Regions from separate parts of the Sus scrofa genome. Here regions 2 and 3 are each linked to region 1. A link is a contact called in public HiChIP or PLAC-seq data. All regions are on one chromosome and are shown on one strand. Each heading gives the region's core, a stretch centred on a gene start, on an enhancer-like site or on the middle of the called end of the contact. The rest is flanking DNA. Distances are from core to core; before and after follow the strand shown.

The links. HiChIP or PLAC-seq counts read pairs in DNA pulled down with a chosen protein or histone mark.
Region 2: a contact with region 1 is called in an H3K27ac HiChIP or PLAC-seq map of alveolar macrophages. The contact joins two enhancer-like sites. A contact is called at or near these places in 8 of 47 Hi-C or Micro-C datasets (alveolar macrophages, brain, embryonic fibroblasts and 5 more) and 1 of 2 datasets of contacts at active chromatin or transcription factors (alveolar macrophages).
Region 3: an H3K27ac HiChIP or PLAC-seq map of alveolar macrophages shows a contact between it and region 1. The contact joins two enhancer-like sites. A contact is called at or near these places in 10 of 47 Hi-C or Micro-C datasets (alveolar macrophages, brain, embryonic fibroblasts and 7 more) and 1 of 2 datasets of contacts at active chromatin or transcription factors (alveolar macrophages).

Annotation. Positions count from the first base shown.
Region 1 is chr9:86,212,520-86,215,219 of Sscrofa11.1, reverse strand. No RefSeq gene overlaps it. Among named protein-coding and RNA genes, the nearest start is that of AGR2, 160 kb to the right of the region's middle. Within about 2 kb of position 1,324, at least 4 of the 83 cell types and tissues checked have an H3K27ac peak or open chromatin away from gene starts, as enhancers often do. A contact at or near this core is called in alveolar macrophages, mesenteric adipose tissue and retroperitoneal adipose tissue, where this site is marked.
Region 2 is chr9:86,749,245-86,751,944 of Sscrofa11.1, reverse strand. All of the region lies in intron 2 of LOC110255481 (a long non-coding RNA gene), which reads left to right. Among named protein-coding and RNA genes, the nearest start is that of AHR, 240 kb to the right of the region's middle. Within about 2 kb of position 1,309, at least 11 of the 83 cell types and tissues checked have an H3K27ac peak or open chromatin away from gene starts, as enhancers often do. A contact at or near this core is called in alveolar macrophages and retroperitoneal adipose tissue, where this site is marked.
Region 3 is chr9:86,852,785-86,855,484 of Sscrofa11.1, reverse strand. The region is part of intron 1 of LOC110255481 (a long non-coding RNA gene); the gene reads left to right. Among named protein-coding and RNA genes, the nearest start is that of SNX13, 230 kb to the left of the region's middle. Within about 2 kb of position 1,309, at least 9 of the 83 cell types and tissues checked have an H3K27ac peak or open chromatin away from gene starts, as enhancers often do. A contact at or near this core is called in alveolar macrophages and mesenteric adipose tissue, where this site is marked.

The sequences.
Region 1 (2,700 bases), core at 75-2,574:
TGCTACTAGTTACTGAATGCTTCCTATATACCAGACACTATCTTCCCATTTCCCCTTTGGAAGACAGTTTTGGCTTTGAAAATGCCTCTGCTTTCAAAGTTTTTAGTATCAAGTTCTGCATAACAGAAACCTAGACCACGCCTCACACTTAGCTGAAGCTCAACAAATGTCAGTTTTGCTTCCCTCCTCCTGCGTCCCTTGCCATTCTAGGTTGAAATGGCTCTTAATTATATCATGGCCTTTCATTAATATTTGAAAATTTCTAGTTGCTCAAAGTTCAAGTTCTGGAGAACTGAAATGTTATTAACTGGTTTCTTAAGAGGTTTTAATTTCCTTCAGAATATTCTGAAAACTGCCTGGGTCCCAGTTGGTCTCTGGAATGCATTATTTGTGCCTCTTTCTACTTTCCCCTCTCTAGTACAGTCATGTTTCTAGGCAATTGCCTCTAGGATCTTTCCATGCTAAAATAAAGAAAGTCAGCAGAGAAACTGGTGAGATTGAGTCCAAGTTGAAACCAATCCTTTGTTTCATATAAACACGGAACCTGATGATTTCTCAGTAGCACCATTATGTAGACACTGACTGGTTAGAGGTTGTAACCTGTAAGTACTTCATATCCACATTATGTAATCCAACTAGCACAAGTGGAGTCATCTGTAACATATAAAACAGGTACATTTTAACAAATAAGTTCAAAGTGGCTGGCTAGTGGACTGAACAAGAACCAGGAAGAGGTTACCTAACCAAGCTGAAAGGATTCCTTTAAGTACAAGTTTCAAAAATTAAACTTTGCTTAATGGGAGAAAGGATTTTAATTGGCTTATACAGCACAAGGAGTGGTACTCAAAAGATGTTCTCAGAAAGCTCACTTCAGTCCTCCATCTGCTATGCTTTCCCCTGTGTTGGCTCTATTCTCAGACACGCTTTCTCTCCAGGTAGTGCTAGAGATGGCTTCTAACAATCTCAGAAGGAAGGGCAGGGCCCCCTGCAGTGGCTTCAGTAAAAGACATGATTTGCATCACTTGCCCATCCTGGGAGCAATCACTGTGAACACAAGGAGAGAACAATGACCAGGCCAGGGAGAGGTGCCCAGCCCTGGCTGCAGAGAATGGAAGCTCCAGTCCAATCCCACTGGCATAAAATGGGGCAGGAGACTGGCAGGAAAAGACTAACGCTTACCAGTTAGATACATCCTCTTGAAAATGTGCAGAAGAGAGCTTTTCGAAAATAGAGGAAAAAGATTCATAAGTCCATGACCTAAGCATCTGGAAATCAATGTGACTCGACATGGTTAGAAAGCCAGAAAAATTGCTGCTCTGATTGAGTAACTGCAAATCTCAAAAGAGAACTAAAGAGAGGAGGAAGCTGAAGAAGCCAGTATGAATACATAGAAACATCAACAAAAACAAATAGAAAAGCATGTTAAGAAGTCTAAATTTTAAGATGTAAAATGTCTATACACTTCTACAGTCAGTAAAATGGGCTTATTACTGATGCTTGAAGCAAAAAGTTGGTCAGAGATATGAGACTGTCTTCTCTTTCGTTTTTTTTTTTTTTTTTTTTCTTTTTAGGGCCACATGAGGCATTTTGAGGTTCCCAGGCTAGGGGATGAAGCAGAGCTGTAGCTGCCAACCTACAACAGAGCCACAGCAAAATGGGATCCAAGCCGCATGTACAACCTACACCACAGCTCATGGCAATGCTAAATCCTTAACCCACTCAGCAAGGCCAGGGATCAAATCCACATCCTCATGGATACTAGTTGGATTCATTTCCGCTGCACCACAACAGGAATTCCGAAACTGTCTTAAGACAAATTTTTTGGAAGAACATGAAGAAGGAAGTCCTGAATACCTATTTAGTCTGTTCTCTCCTTAAGTTTTAGCAGTGCTGACTGATGCCACCCAAAGGCTGTTCTCATCTCCAAAGCAACAGAAATAACTTTCACCAGAGTTGCAATGAACCTAGTCAAGGATTACATTTTACACCTATGTGTGGCCCCTTACAGCTCAGTGTGGCCATTTGACAAAGTTATGGAAAGCAAGAATAAGCAGGTTATTTAAAGAAAGCTGTCTCAGCAGTGAGTCACCTTGCCCCTTCTACTTCCAGCTACCTTGAAGACACAGGTAATGGATGGAACTCCAGCAGCTTGTTGGACCTCGGGGCATAAGAATGACAGAGCAAAAAGAAAGGAGGAGATGGATCCTTGCTCACCTGGGATCACATTTACCTCTATTTTGTTGAAGGTGCTGTGGATTTTGTGTTTTCTGTTATTTACAGGAAAATATAACAAATAAAATGATCTTCTGATTGAAAAATTTTGAATTGACTTTGGTAAGCCAAGATAAGGAAAGAGAGTCATTTGTTCAATACAGCAAAATATGCTTTGTGGCCAAGTCAGTGGTGGCTGTAGTCCCTGCCCTAGAGAAACTTAAATAATTATGTAATAACTCTAAATTAATGAAATGTCACAGCAGGGAAAGCCTAGCTAGGGCAAGTGAGAGTTTTAAAGTGAAATATGATGATAATTTAATAATCATAAAGTATAGAAAATGCAAAAAAGCTGGATATGAGGAATTCATTATAGTTTTTCCAAAAGGAGAGATAATTTAGAAATAACAGCTTTGTATAACAAAGTTCTAGGACAGATTATTTAAAATATGGTTTCTAAACAATGGACAGGGAAGCAGTGATGACTGA
Region 2 (2,700 bases), core at 60-2,559, 540 kb before region 1:
TATTTATACAAGTGTAGCCAGGCATCCACCACCAACATGAGATGTAAAATAAAACTGAGAAGTCATCTTCCATCTGAATGCAGGTACTGGGCCCTGGTATGTTATGTTTTTAGGTTAGTAATATGAATGGAGGGGAAGGCAATTAGATTATGACTTTAATAGGGAGAAGAAATGATATTCTGAAAAGGAGATTATATTAGATTGTAATGGATAGAAGGTTATTTAAAATGCATTAAGCAATACTTTGGAGAATATACTGTACCACTTTGGGCAAGTTCCTCCACTTAATCTTCTAGTTCTGCAGCTGTATCTATCCATAATAATTAATCAATTTCCTAAATTATTTTTCCAAATCTATTGCCCTAGTAACATCTCCACTTTTTATATGACTTCCCCTGCCCCCACCCCAAACCCCCATTTCTTGTGTTTAATATTTTCCCTGTCTCTTTCAAGATATTTCATATGTCTAGAGTTCCCATCATGGCTCAGTGGTTAATGGCCTCAACTAGTATCCATGAAGACGTGGGTTTGATTAATGCCTTCCTCAGGGGGTTAAGGATCCAGCATTGCAGTGAGCTATGGGATAGGCTGGCAGCTATAGCTCTGACTGGACTCCCAGCCAGGAACCTTTTTAGAGTGGGCGTGGCCCTAAAAAGACAAAAGAAAAATATATTTCATATGTTTACTTTCAAATCTTGTTTTTGGTTGGTTAATTCTGGTTTAGTAAACACTATACATAATTTTTCCGTTAATTATTATGCTCCTAGGATGCTCAGTGTTGCTCTTGCCTTTGAATTCATATTTCCCAGAGCATGCTAGCAACCTTAAATGGTAATGTGTGAGGAGATCCTCTTGATAAGCTTAGTTGGATGGATGGTTGTTGCTGAATTTTCCCCCCAGGAGAGCTTTTTAAGAAGGCTGGGGCTGGGGAGAAGGACAAAGTGGGAAAATTGGAGGAAGAAATGCTCAGAGGTAAACAAATTTTCTTAATTCATGTTGTTAACACTAAACCTCTCAGATCATCCAGAGCTGTGTCCTAAATCATATTCTGCCACCTCCAGTGGGCACTGGCTGGCTCCTGATTTCCCACTCCATGGTGGTGATGGCAAGGGCAATGATCTGCCCAGAGAGGGAAAAGGACACACAGAAATCCTTCTTCACCCCATCCCTGTGTCCTTGAATCTTGAGCATTGTCTGAGTTCTAGTGGAAGAAGCTGGGAAGGTGGGAGATTGCTGGAGACAGGAGAGTGACAGCTGGTGGATGACTCAGAGGTGTGATTGGACCTTGTGTGTACAAGGGACAAGGAAGTGGATATTTGCGCAACACATATCACTACTTCCTGGTCTTTACTATCAGTAAATTGGTTCCTGAAAACACTTCCTCCCCTCTTCCTCTGTTTCATTACTCTTACCTGAACAGCATAATTCATCCTGCATGGGATGAAAAAATAATTCCAGAACCTTTTCCTTGGACCCTTATCTTCATTGTCCTATGGTTCTCAGGAGGTTATAGGATTGCTAGTGGGTCTTTTGTTTAATTTTATGCTGATGAGTAATTCATTTTATCTTTTAGGCAGCTGATGTGGCAGTTGTATCAACAGGCGTTTATTAAAAAAAATACCAAGTATCTGTAAATCCTTTTGGTAAATATTTGTGAAGTTTCAAAATCCTCACGTCTGATCAGTGTAAATCAGTCTGCAAGACAGTCTCCTACGAAAGCCATTTGGAGACATAAAGCACATTCTGGCCATGGGAACTTCCTCCTGGGGGTGAGGGGTAGGGAATTCAGAAGAGCCTTCAGCAAAGATAAATTAGCTTTCACAGAAGGGGGACACTTTCAGACAATGCCACGAAACTTTATTCAGATCAGGAAATAAAAGCCTCACTTTGGGGAGTGGGAAAGTTGGGGGATCAAAAATCTGGTTTACGTCTGGCTAAATAAAAGTCTGGAAGAGAAGTTTGCCCTTGTATTCTCATAGAACAGAGGCAACATTCTATATAAAGTATTATTATGAGGGAGAGAAATTTAAATGGTTATACAAATTCAAATCTATAAATAAAATAATTCTGCTTTAGAATAACTCTAATATCCATGACATTTTCCTGAATTTGAAACAAGGACAAAAATATCCTTCTTTTTCACTCGAGCCCTCCCTAAAACCAGCTGACTGATTAGCTGAAAAAGAAAAGACGGTAGTAGGAAATAAAATCCCAACTGAGCCAACTCCATGGGCTGGGCTCTAGTATAAAATTAGGAAGAGCTTAGTTTTTCTCCTATCATATTTGAAAATTTCATTATCAAATATTCCTTTCTTACTCACATGTAGGAGATAATTTCTATCCATTTTCAGTTTCATTTTTAAGGTAGTAAAATACAGTCTAAATTGAACTTCTTGTTTTCAGTTTAAAGGTTTTCCCTTTCTCTTGGTCCTGACTCAGAACTTTGGGAAAGGAAGTCGTGTTCCCCTTTTGTTTTTTACTTCATATCTTCCTGAATTGCCATCCTTTGCCTCAGGGTTGGATGGGACATGGGAGTAATATATAAAGGCAGAAAAGTCTTATTTACTTAGCTGGTGCTGTTAGAAGATCTTACTTGGCTCTCAAGTGCTCTCTGGCATGGCAGGATTGTGGGCTTTTCAGTGTAGACATTTTGCCCCTCCCTCATCTTGGACACTGCACAGGATCTTACTGTAGGAGATG
Region 3 (2,700 bases), core at 60-2,559, 640 kb before region 1:
CTTTATAGAGGTAACCAAGCAAAAGTGAGGTCATTAAGGTAGGCTCTCATCCAGCATGCCTGTTGTCCTGGTAAGAAGGGGAAACTTGGACAAAGGGATACACATAGAGGGAAGATGATATGAAGAGACAAGGAGAAGATGGCCATTACAAACCAGGTGGAGAGACCTGAAATGGAGCCTTCCCTCACAGCCCTCAGAAGGAACCAGCCCTGCCAACAACTTCATCTCAGACTTTAGCCTCAAAAACTGGGAGACAATAAATTTCTGTTTTAGGCTGCCCATTTTCTGGTGCTTTGTATTAGGAAACTAATACAAGCATTTATTCAGGAGTATGCATTATAAACTGACTTAGGAGGAGGAAGAACCATGTAAGGAACAGTAAGGTGCCAGGAAAGTTCGTGGACACTGTTAGCTTGGGAGATAGGGTGGCAATGGGTTCTTGTTTTTATCCTGTTTGTGGGTGGAACAGGGCAGGGCATCAGGCCTAGCCTCAGGTTCACTAAGACCTTACTAATTTTTGCTCATCTGATTGGGAAGGATTTAGAAGAAGTAGAATAAGACTTGAATTTTCTGTGTGAGTTGTGAGGGGATATGATGGCTTCAAAAGAGATTACTTGGAGTGCATAGAGGGTTTGGAAGAAAAACACGTAAATACTCTAAATTTGGCCATTGGCATTTAAGAAACTTAACATCGTGTTGCGGAAGGGTTATTTTATACTCCGCTGATCTGAAGGATTCTGAGACGTATGGAACGTGTATAAATCTTACTTTAATTAAATGCTTAGGAACGTCTAAAGGTCTACTCTATTTCTTTGCTCCTTTGTCTCTCGTTCTCTCTGAATTATGGGGGTGACAGTGCAGATTTTTTTGATCCCTGACTCATCCTTTTACCTACTTGCTCTGGTGTTTATATGAAAATATTTCCTGCAGTTGAAAGGGTAACTGTTCTAATGTTCAAGACGAAGAAGGAGGTCCAAATGTTAGCTCTCAAACAGTGAGACCTTATTAAGAGTGGAAGTAAAAAGCCCCCAGACACTCATTGAGGGAGCACAGGAGGGGCCCCAGGCCTGTCAACAATCAGTTACAACTGAGGCCCTTCCCACTCCTCTGGCCAGGGTCTAATTTAAATCTCAGTTGGCTGGAACTTCTTGATTTGATTACACCAGTTCCCAGGCTGTGAGGAGTTAAGCCAAAAAGGTTTTCATTAATTTGCCTTCTCCCTAAAGATTTGAGACTTGCTGTTTCAAAGAAAGCGAGATACCACAATGAGCCAACTATTTGGTGAGAAGTTTCTCCTCTGGGAGAAAGGCGTTTGCTCAGATTCCAGCCTTTCAAATGTCAAATGTTACTCATCCCTGCTTTGGCTCTTGCAAGCCTGTGTAGTTCCTTCTTTTTTCTTTTAATTGGAGTATGTTTTCTTCTACTAGTAGCTCAGGGAACTTTTACTTGCTGTTGGAAATCTAACCCTGGTACACGAAAAGTATGACTAATCCTACTTACTGGAATTTCAGTGTTTTCATCAAGGCCGCAGTTTCCATTTCCAATTTTACATAATAAGGGAAACACACCAACTGGCAAACACTCTTTTTGTCGGTTGGTGTACATCAAAATATCTCCTGTGTTATAATTGAAAGGAAAGTTTCATAATGGAGATTTTTTTTTTTTTTTGCAATTGAAGGAAAACTGTCTGCAAGTATATTTAAAGAAAGGGTAGCTCATGAGATGAGTACCCAGTTAAGATGTTTACTCAATGAAGTAGTTAAACTTTTCAGCTGCTTTTTAATTGTCTGTACAGCAGGATATTAGGTTATTTTTAGGCAGAAAGAGTGGTATATACACTGAGTCATGGCCAGTGGAAGGATTTTAGAACAACATACAAATGCTCATGCCATTAAAATGACTTAGTTAAGCCATCATTGTGATGGCCATTGGAAAGATGAAAGAATATCAGCTAACGCAAACCAAATTTTTGTCTTCATCGAAGCCATCATTTATTACTTCGTTATGGATATCTGGAATGCCATTGGAAAGATCTCCTATCAGGAAGGTCTAGTGGAAATGGCTTAAGATTTACCAGGCAGCTCCTTTAAGGCAAAATCTGACTAAAGGGAATAGAGAAAGACCTTGGAATGGCCTGAGATTTTCAAATCTTTCTTCTCTAAAGAATCACCTGGAGTTATTGAAAATATAGATTCTCCAGATCCCATTCTGCAAATTTCTGGTTAAGTGGGCCAATGTGTATATACATTTCTTGGCAGATTACTCTAGGCACAGTTAGGATAGGGAACCTCTGCCAGTTTGGGTAACTGCAGCAATGAAGTAATGATGGCTTAACTAAGTCATTTTAATGGCATGAGCATTTCTATGTTGTTCTAAAATCTTTCCATTGGCCATGACTCAGTGTATATACCATTCCTTCTGCCTAAAAATAACCTAATATCCTGCTGTGCAATCACCTGTGTAGGGTCTGATGAATTTTTTTTTTTTTCTTTTTAGGGCTGTACCCACAGCCTGTGTTCCCAGGCTAGGGGTTGAATCAGAGCTACAGCTGCTGGCCTACACCACAGCCAAAGTAGCATAGGATCCAAGCCGAATCTACGACCTACACTGCAGCTCACGGCAACGGTGGATCCCCAACTCACTGAGCAAGGCCAGGGATTAAACCTTCATCCTCATGGATACTAGTCAGATTTGATTCCA